Regions from separate parts of the Hordeum vulgare genome. Here region 2 is linked to region 1. A link is a contact called in public Hi-C data. All regions are on one chromosome and are shown on one strand. Each heading gives the region's core, a stretch centred on a gene start, on an enhancer-like site or on the middle of the called end of the contact. The rest is flanking DNA. Distances are from core to core; before and after follow the strand shown. Region 1 holds the start of LOC123413304 (protein argonaute PNH1). Region 2 holds the start of LOC123409742 (probable protein phosphatase 2C 57).

The links. Hi-C and Micro-C count contacts between places; a contact is called where the count stands out from the background.
Region 2: a Hi-C map of leaf shows a contact between it and region 1, with 3 times the contacts expected there. The contact joins the promoter of LOC123409742 here to the promoter of LOC123413304 in region 1. A contact is called at or near these places in 5 of 6 Hi-C or Micro-C datasets (leaf, seedling and an unstated tissue) and 1 of 1 datasets of contacts at active chromatin or transcription factors (embryo).

What each region holds. Positions count from the first base shown.
Region 1 is chr7H:493,157,543-493,161,981 of MorexV3_pseudomolecules_assembly, forward strand. LOC123413304 (protein argonaute PNH1) reads right to left here and starts at 1,636. Exons shown (of 23, transcript XM_045106247.1): 1 at 1,486-1,636.
Region 2 is chr7H:493,508,264-493,513,337 of MorexV3_pseudomolecules_assembly, forward strand. LOC123409742 (probable protein phosphatase 2C 57) reads right to left here and starts at 2,108. Exons shown (of 4, transcript XM_045102603.1): 1 at 1,878-2,108. The coding sequence starts at 1,988.

The sequences.
Region 1 (4,439 bases), core at 386-2,885:
TCGGTCGCCCGGCGGGGCGCCACCGCCACCCCGCCCTCTTCCCTTCCCTGCCGGAGTCATCGGATCGAACGTACCGCGCCGGTGAGGTGACACCGGCGTCCTCCCTCCCTACACACGGACGGACGGACGGATGGATGGACGGGCGACGTGCAGGGCCACCCGCTGAGTCACTCTACAGACCTGCTGGCTACCCCGTCTATCTATCTATCTATCTAGGAGTATCCTTTTTACCCCTGGTCGATGGGTGAAAAGAAAAGAAAAGGTGGCATATGCTCTGCCTCTGCCGAAAGAGGCTTTCGGCACGGACCCATGAAAGTTAGTAGATGTTCTATTTTTTTACTGCCGTCGTCGATAAAAGTGAGATGGAAGAGACTTGTTTGCTTTAACACTTCATTTATCTTTCTTTCTAAACGGTGATAGATGCTGTTCATCTATGCTGTCGCCCACTCGCCCCCCGTAAACTTGCGTTGTTTTTGCAGCAAAACGAAAAAATGACCTCACGTGAGCTGGAGTTGGTAAACTGAAGAAAGTATAAGTGGTAGTAGTACTAGAACAAATAATGAGAGATACGGCGTCCACTCATTATCCTACGTGGTGTCCACTCAGTAGCTAGCTAGCCACATGTAACATGCCAGGCTCGAAGATTATTTTTCGTCGATGGTACGGTGTGTTATCATGGCAGGACAAGTAGATGAAGACTGCTTCCATGTGGAAGCGAAAGGACTAGAGAATCAGCCTAGGGTGCCCTATCGCGGAGGCAAGAAGTAGAAGGGCAGGCCGGAGAAGACGACGAGCAGGATGCCTACAAGCGACGCAATCATGAGTTGTTCTACCCAAGTTTGAAGAAGAGGCTCGCAATCGCATGCATGCATGCATCCATTTAATGGCCGGCCGGCACAGAGAGAGAGAGAGAAAGAGAGACTGAAGAGAGAGAGGGAGAGAGAGAGCATGCAGAAGAGACGTGCGACTGCGAGCGTACATGGCGGTGATGTGTGACTGGGATCTCCACAGTGCAAAGCTCTGTGCGTTTTGGCTTCACGCCATGGCCGCGCAGCTAGGCGGCGACGGCAAAGCCGGTTTCCCCTCTCTTGCTGTTGCAGGCCATGCATGCATGCATGCGGCCGGACGCGCTCGATCGCTCCGCCTCAAAAGCGCCGCCGACGGACCCGGCCGAGACCGCAAGGCATCAAAAGGAAGGGAACGCAAGGGGCCCGACGGAAATCAACCAGCGTCCAAGCGAATCCCCGGCAAAATGTGATGTGCGCGGATGCATGCTGGATGAATGGATGAATGAATGTGCAGCTGCAGATCAGTGTACCATGCACAGTGCCACTCCACTATGGATCTTTGCTGGCTACGCCACTCTCTACTACCAGTATCTGGTGTAGTACAGCACAGTACATTATAGCTTGAAGGAGCGTACACACAATAAGACGTAAAGTAAGATCAGAAGATGTGAGCAGCAGCCACCGGAAGATAGCGTACCTGAGCCTGATGAGAGAAGCCTGAGGGAAGCGTGCTCGAAATCCCAACGGCGCCTAGCTATCCAAGCTTCCTCCCTTGGCAAGAGCGGTACTAGTCGTGGTAGCAACGGCTAAGTAAGCAGAGGATAAGCAGCAGGCCAAGATCTCGTCCAAAGGTGGCATGGAGCGCCCGAGGAGTGGCGAGCTTATATAAAGCCGGGGAAAAGCAAAACTAAAAAGCAAAGCCGGGGCCATGCAACGCACGCAGCCTGGCCTAGCCCAAACTAAAGCGGAGCTCCCTCCGACGCCAGTGCAGTGCTCGCGCACGCACAGCACAAAGCGGCGGCCGTCTTTTCACGCACACCGGACCGGCCGCCTCTTTTTACCCCTGCCCTGCCAAATTAATCTGTTTCGCTCTCTCTCTCTCTCTCTCTTTTCGCTCTCGTCTTTAGGCAAGGCCTTTGGGCTTTGGTGAACGTACGTACGTACGGTCAGTTTACCGTTTCTACACACGGTGAAGATACGGGAGACAATTGCGAATGTTTTTTTCTTTTTTACCCGGACAGATATGTGTTGCTGTTGGGCAACCATTCGATCGCCGGCCTGTGACCTCGAGGTCAAAAAAAAAATTCTAACCTTTAATGCAAAGAAAACGTATATCTGATCCTAGTTTAAAAATACGTTTAAAATTGACCTCTTTACGTGACGCCAACGTCTCTGTCGTCTCGGTTGCACTGGAGACGCCAGGGTCCCTGACGTCTAGCTGGGCCCAGTCGATCAGCCTGCCGTTGACCAGATGACGTGGCGAAGGGGTCAGACGTCAGGGTCCCTGGCGGCTGGCCCAGGACCAGACGTCAGGGTCCCTGACGTCTGGCCCAGGACCACACGTCAGGGTCCCTGACGTGTCATAAGTCCAATTTAGTGCAAACCTACTGGTGTCTGTTGTGCGCACCCAGACGCGAGGGTCTCTGGCGTCTCATATGTCCAATTTAGTGCAAACCTGCTGGTTTCTTTTGTGCGCACCCAGACGCCAGGGTCCATGTCGTCCGGCTCCTGAACCCAACTAGACTATGTGGAGGACTATTGGTGTGGGTCCCACCACACTCACTTTTCCCTACCATTGTTGCTTCATTTCTGCTCTCCTCCTATCTCCTTCCCCTCAAGACCCCATCGAATCCGAGCAAGAAGGTGATTCCCTAACATAAATATGTCCATAAACATTGTTCCTTGTAGTATTCTTCTCCGATTCATTCAATTTTTTTTGTTGAACATCCTTATTATGATACATTTTGTACATCTTACATTTTTTTACATCTTAGAGAAACCCTAACTAAATTTAGTGTGTATTGAGTAGTTAGTGTATATTGAGTAGTCATTTTTTGAAATACAGGATGAGACCGTTCATTTACGTTGAGGCTTCTGCTGAGGCGGCGACGAAGCGTGAACGCGAATTTATTGAGAAAAAAATGACCTACTGGGTGGCAGTCGTTGATGCGTTGAATGCGGCGTGTAGAGCCTTTTCAAACTACTGTTCACTAAAGACGTTGTCAAAAGAATAATCGATAAAAAAAGAGCGAGATCAAGAAGCTGAAGAAGAGGGAAAAAGATTATCGGCGTGATCTTGCAATGCAAGTTGCATTGTGTGCAACAAGGGAAGAACATCAACAGTTTAACATTCATAACCATGGCCAGGTCATTGATTGGTTAGTGAGGCAATCTTTTTCGCCACTGCCGAAGCAGGCTTCTCATCGGGCATGGGTCAAAGAAAAAAATGATGTCATTTGCTGCAATTCTGGACCTAACGACAATTAGCCTATGTAATCTTTGTCATTTGGAACTACAATGACATGTATCCATCAGCCTGTTATGTAATCTTTATCATTTGAACTATGCAATCTTTATCATTTGAACTATGCAATCTTTATCATTTCAAATATGTAATCTTTATCATTTGAACTATGCAATCTTTATCATTTCAACTATGCAATCTTTATCATTCCAACTATGTAATCTTTATCATTTGAACTATGCAATCTTTATCATTCCAACTATGTAATCTTTATCATTCATAACAAGTACACAAATTAAAGTTAACATAACAGGTGCACTTCATTTCATTTCATGACATGTTTACGAATTTAAGATAACACAAGGTGTTCACTACATGACAACTTCAAGAATTCAAGATAACATAGGTGTTCACTACACGACAAGTTCACTTCACGACAGGTTCACAAATTAAAGATAGCATATCAAGTGCACTTCACTTCACTTCCTTCTTCCTCTCTTCGTGGTTTTGCCCTTTCTCGTAGGCACTTCCTCCTCCTCTTCTTTGATAGACTCCTCTTCTCCCTCTGCCTCTTCCTCTTCTATATCTTCCTCCTCTTCCTCTTCCTCGTCTTCCTCTTCTTCAATATACCGCATCCCCTTAGGCAAATTCTTACGATTATACTCCGGACTACGAAATCGAAAATTTAATCTCTTCTTTCTTGCCGCACGTGGCGTCTTCTTCTTCCTGGACTGTGACAGCTGTGACGGTTGTGGAGCATCAATATCTACCTCATGCTCCTGTGTCGTCTCTTCTTCTTCCTCTTCTTCTATGTCATCGATGGTTAGCTGACGACGTCGAGCTCTAGTGGAGCGGCTTGTACCACCTGTAAACACGTCCACAGACTGAGCACTGTGGCAAGAAAGCATAGCTGCCCACTTGTGGAACCTTGACTTAAACTTCTGAGAAACACACGAAACACTATGTTAGACGCAAATAAGTAATTCATTAAGACAAACATTTGTAAACATGATCATACCTCCAGCGTGGTCCTAAGAGTTCTCTCAGATGATGCACCTCCCGGGGGATGACTAAGTGCTACATTGGCATCGTTCACGCACATAAGGAACTCTCTACCCTTCAATTCATTAACACAACAAACATTCAGAATTGAAGAAGACAATGTAATGCTGACTGGTTCTGATTCA
Region 2 (5,074 bases), core at 858-3,357, 350 kb after region 1:
GGAAGATCTTGCAAAAGCTACTTATTGCATTTTAATATAAAATAGGAACAATAATAATTATGCTTTACGCATACCACATTGAGTCATATAAGACAAGTCTTGATGCAAAAGTCCATAACCAGAAGTCCAGAGCACAATCTTCGTCTCAGTAAGTATTCAATCATAAAGTGTGGATGTTGGAGTGTTGAGAAGGAGGATATTGAGATCTTTTGATAGGTTTTTTCATACTTTACTGTCAGTACATGCATTGAGGCCATTCAATGCAGTTGATTTTAAAAATTAGCATGTTCTATTGGTAGAAGTACTTATATGGTACAGCAAAGTGATCGCTAGCTATAAGATAAAAAATAGCAGAGCTAGTTGACACTATAGCCGTCATCACTGCTATAGCAGAACATTTGGCCATCAGTGAATCACTTAGCGACTAGGGTCCACAAAAGGTATACAACAGCTATGGCTAGCTCTTTACTCCAGAACCTTGCTGATAAGGTTGATCCCACCAAGCAAAACATAAACCCCACTACACTACATCATCAAATAAGCATAAGAGTTGTGGAAGGACCAATCCCCTTCCCTATCATAGTACCATGTGAAACCAGTGAGACCTGATAATATTTTCTCTATCATAAGAGTACGTGAAGGACCAATCCCCTTCCCTATCATAGTACAATGTTTTGCTTCTAAAAATTCCTTCCAAGCAGTGATGTTCTGGTCTCAGCTCGTACATGCTATAGATTAGTAGAAAGACAAATATATCTGTTTGTACTGTAACATCGAGAAGGAAAGCTAAACATGATGCATACACCACCTTTGTTTTCGCCTCTATCAAGAAAGCAATGTTCAATCTGACAGAACTAGGGACTTCAATTTTTCAATAACCCAAACCAAAGCCGTCGTAGAGAAATAAGATGAGAACCAAAAAAAGGGAACATGGTGATGAGATTAAGTCACATTACCGTTTTGCAAATTCCTTAAAACATGAAAAGAGGCTTTAGGAGTTTTCACACTGCAGTTTGCCAATTACTATTTCAAAGAAGCACGAGAATACCTTCTCTAGCACTAACTTGTTTGAATAATGTTCAGAGGACATGAGGTCAGAACAGGGCATGGCAAGTACACAAAAAGTTAAGAGACTTCCATGACACATAATTTCCAGATTACCAGATTGCAACTTTTCCAGGAAGATACGCCCTTCGAGATGAATAATGTATCATGTTCACAAAGCTACATCGCCCAACATCCCATAAAAATACCACGGCAGCACATGGGACTAATCTAGTTAACACGAACATTCTGAAAACTCTGCACATCAATCATTTCACAGAACCAAGACAGTCTTTTCAAAATACCACCTGACCATACGCATCTAAAACGGCTTTCTAGTTTACACGAACATTCTGAACACTCTGCATATCTAGTACTACATCCAGTTGATGCAGTCAATGATTTCATAGGACCCAACGCAGACTTTTCGAAAGACAACCTGAGTACAAGCATCAAGCATCTAATACGGCCTTCTAGTCTCCCGATAACCTGCATCCACATTAACCGCACGGATCTAAACAACCCATTGGCCACTGCAGGTTGCTAGTACTCTAGTACAACATGTATGTACCACCAAGCAAATTACAGAAAAAAGATGCATTCCCCTCTCTCCCCACCTCCAAGATGCACAGCAGAAGTTTCCATCATAACGGTGCAAGCTCTAGCTCCTCAGCGCAAACAGCTCACCTTGAAGCGAAGGAATCGCGCCGCACAGCAAACATTGAGCAGGAATCAGGCGGGGCGCAACGTAAAGCTCTCGCTTTCGGCACAGTTCACACGAGCAACCAAGCTAAGCGCGCCGAGATTCGAGATGCTGAGGCGTTGTTACTTACAAAGGATGCGTGCCGTGACAGCACCGGCTTCCTCGCCGAGGCTGACGACGGGATCGGCGGCTTACCCCTGCCGCCGCCGCCGCCGCCGCTGCCGAGCCTAAGCTCCTCCATCGCCGCCGCGGGGAGCCTCGTGGCCTCGGATCGAGTCGGAGAGTGCTAGGGTTAGGGTTTGGACTTGGAGCGGCGCCGCTGCCGCCAGCATCAGTAGATCAGTACGGAGCACTGTGGAGTGTGAACAGTACCCGCTGGCCGTCCAGAGAAAAATATCAGTGGAGGAGCAGGGGAGGGGTAGTACGGTAAATTTGGCGGTGGTTAATAAACTCAGATCGCGGTTAATTTTGCGGGCCACGTGATCCGGTGTGGGTGCTCCCGTGGGTCGGTGCTGCGAGCGCGGCCCGACCGCGACACGTGGGACGAAGGGAGTTTTGTTTGAGGGTCGGGACTTTGACCAAGAAAGTTTGAAAACAAAATAATTGAAAATCAATCCTTGTGATTTTTATTTTATTTTATGCTACTTCCTCCGGTCCGGTGCTCATCGCTGCTCATCCTTGCCAATAAATGGACGTCTCCACGTTCATTTTCAGAAAAACTAGACCACCTAGGGATCCCCGCCTCCACCCGCCACCTCTCACCTATAGCTGACCAAATAGATCGGGTTAACCAAGCACGATCTAAATAGACTGTGTTAGGGCATGCAGCCCGTCATGAACGAGACATGAGACGATCTAAATATAGCCATGCAGCTCATCTTGGAACGTGTCTGGACTAGAGACTGGGCACTTTTTATGAATAGAGTTTCAGGGTCGCGCTATTCGTCATCTTAGGTGAAAAATATTTATTTTTCACCCATCTTTATTTTTATATCGATACACCGTAAATTTACGTTTCTGAAATTTTAATCTTATCTCATACGGAAAAAAAGATCGTAAAAAAAATACATAGTCATCGTAAAAAATATTTTATTTCACGTAAAATTACAAACATAAAAATGTAGTGCAAATTATACATAAAATGTGATTTTTCTGGTCTTATGGCCTATATTTTTGTTTTCTTATGTCTAATTTTTCGTAATGAATCAATATAAACGTATCTATTTGCATTTTAAATTTAATTTATTCACGAAATGGTCGTAAAATTACCTCGGGTGAGGAATAATTTAATTTATTCACGAAATGGTCATAAAAAAATGTATTTTCTATTTTTTTCCATGAGGGGCACGCTTTTCCTTCCGCGAGAGGCACGGTTCTTACCTTCGTGAGAGGCACGCGCTCTCGGAAAGGGGAAACATGTTTTTTCGCGAGAGGCACGTTTTTGCCTTCGTGAGAGGCACGCCCGTGCCACTCGGAAAGGCAAAAACGTATTTTTTGTGAGAGGCACGGTTTTGCTTTCGCAAGAGGCACGATTTTGCTTTCGTGAGAGGCACGCCCGTGCCTCACGGAAAGGAGAAAACGCAGAATACGTGTTTTTAGTTCTTTTCCTATCGCGAGAGGCACTTTTTTTGGTCCGGTTTTTTCATGAATTTTTTTCATCAAAACCTATCAACGTGGGATCTATTTTTGAAGATCTCGACGCAAGAAATTCAACGGTGAAAACGGTTCGAGATTTGGACACATGGTTTAGGAGATAAAATGTTTTAAAAATACGAATCTACAAAAAAAGGGAGATTCCCGGGTTGCGACAAGTGGCACACATGCAGTGTGCCATTTATCGCAACCGGGAGTGATGAGTGACATTTGAAAGTAGTACTCCCTAATTAGTGATTTTGGGTATGCTCCCACCTCCGAAGCTCCCACCTCATGCTAGGGTTGCGGGGCCCATATCTGGCCCTCCCGGGCCCGAACCACCACCGCAACTGCCCATGAGCCCGCAGCCACGTCGCAACTCCCCCGTCGCCCGCAGCTCCCGATCTGCAGCTCGAGTTGTCGCGCTCCTCTGCCCGCCCCTGCCCGATGGTCTCGCCTAACCCCGTCACTCCGGCGATCAGGCCGTCACTGACGACCCGCATCGAACCTCGACGACGACCTCCTTATTCTTCTCACCCTCGCCCTGATCTCTGTGTCTCTTTGGTTCAGCAGGAAGCCGCCATGAAAGAGGCCGCACCCGAGTTGTACTTAGTCAGATCTCGTGGACCAAGCACCGACGAGCCCCCTCGACACCGGAAATGGACCCCCCTCGCCCGGATCTACCGTCACTAGCCCCCTCATGCACCCGCTCCTCGCAGACGAGCCACAACAACTCCGTTGACTTGCACCCGCCACCAAGGGTGCCTATCCGAAATCACTAATTAGGGAGTACTTCTTTCAAAGATCACTCCCACCTCCCAAGGTTGCGACAAGTAGTGCATTGCATGCGTGCCACTTGTCGCAACCTGGAAGTTATTCCTTTTTTCATAGATTCGTATTTTCAAAACGTTTTATCTCCTAAACCGTGCGTCCAAATATTGAACCGTTTTCATCGTTGGATTTCTCGTGTCGAGATCTTCAAAACTAGATCCCATATTGATAGGTTTTGACCAACTTTTTTATGAAAAACCGGACCAAAAAACCATGACTCTCGCGATATAAAAAAACAAAAAACGCGTTTCTGCATTTTTTTTCTTTCCGAGAGTCACGGTCGTGCCTCTCACGAAGGCAAAATCGTGCCTCTCAAGGAAGCAAAATTGTGCCTCTTGCGAAAAAAACACATTTTTTCCTTTTGGAGAGGCACATGTGTGTCTCTCACAAAGGCAAAAGCGTGCCTCTCATGGAAAAGAAAACAGAAAACAATTTTTTTTACTTTCCGGGAGGCACGACCGTCGTGCCTCTCACGAAGGCAAAACCGTGCCTCTCGGGGAAGGAAACTCGTGCCTCTCGCGGAAGCAAAACCGTGCATGTCGCCAAAAAACAGAAAGGGAGTTTTTTTTCGTTTCCGAGAGGCACGACTGTGCCTCTTGCGAAGGCAAAACCGTGCCTCTCGCGCAAGCAAAACCGTGTATCTTCGCAAAAAAACAGAAAACACGTTTTTTGTGAAAAAATTGAATTATTTTGTCAAAAAGCTAAGAGAGACTAGTTAAAACCGGAAACACGAAAGAATCAGGAAAAAACAATCTAAAAAGCCGAAAACGCTTGCGAAAAAATGAAATCCGAAGGAAGCGCTCACAACGCGACACGTGGCGGTGGTTGAGAATGTGCCAAGTGGCGATACGCGGGAGTGCTCTC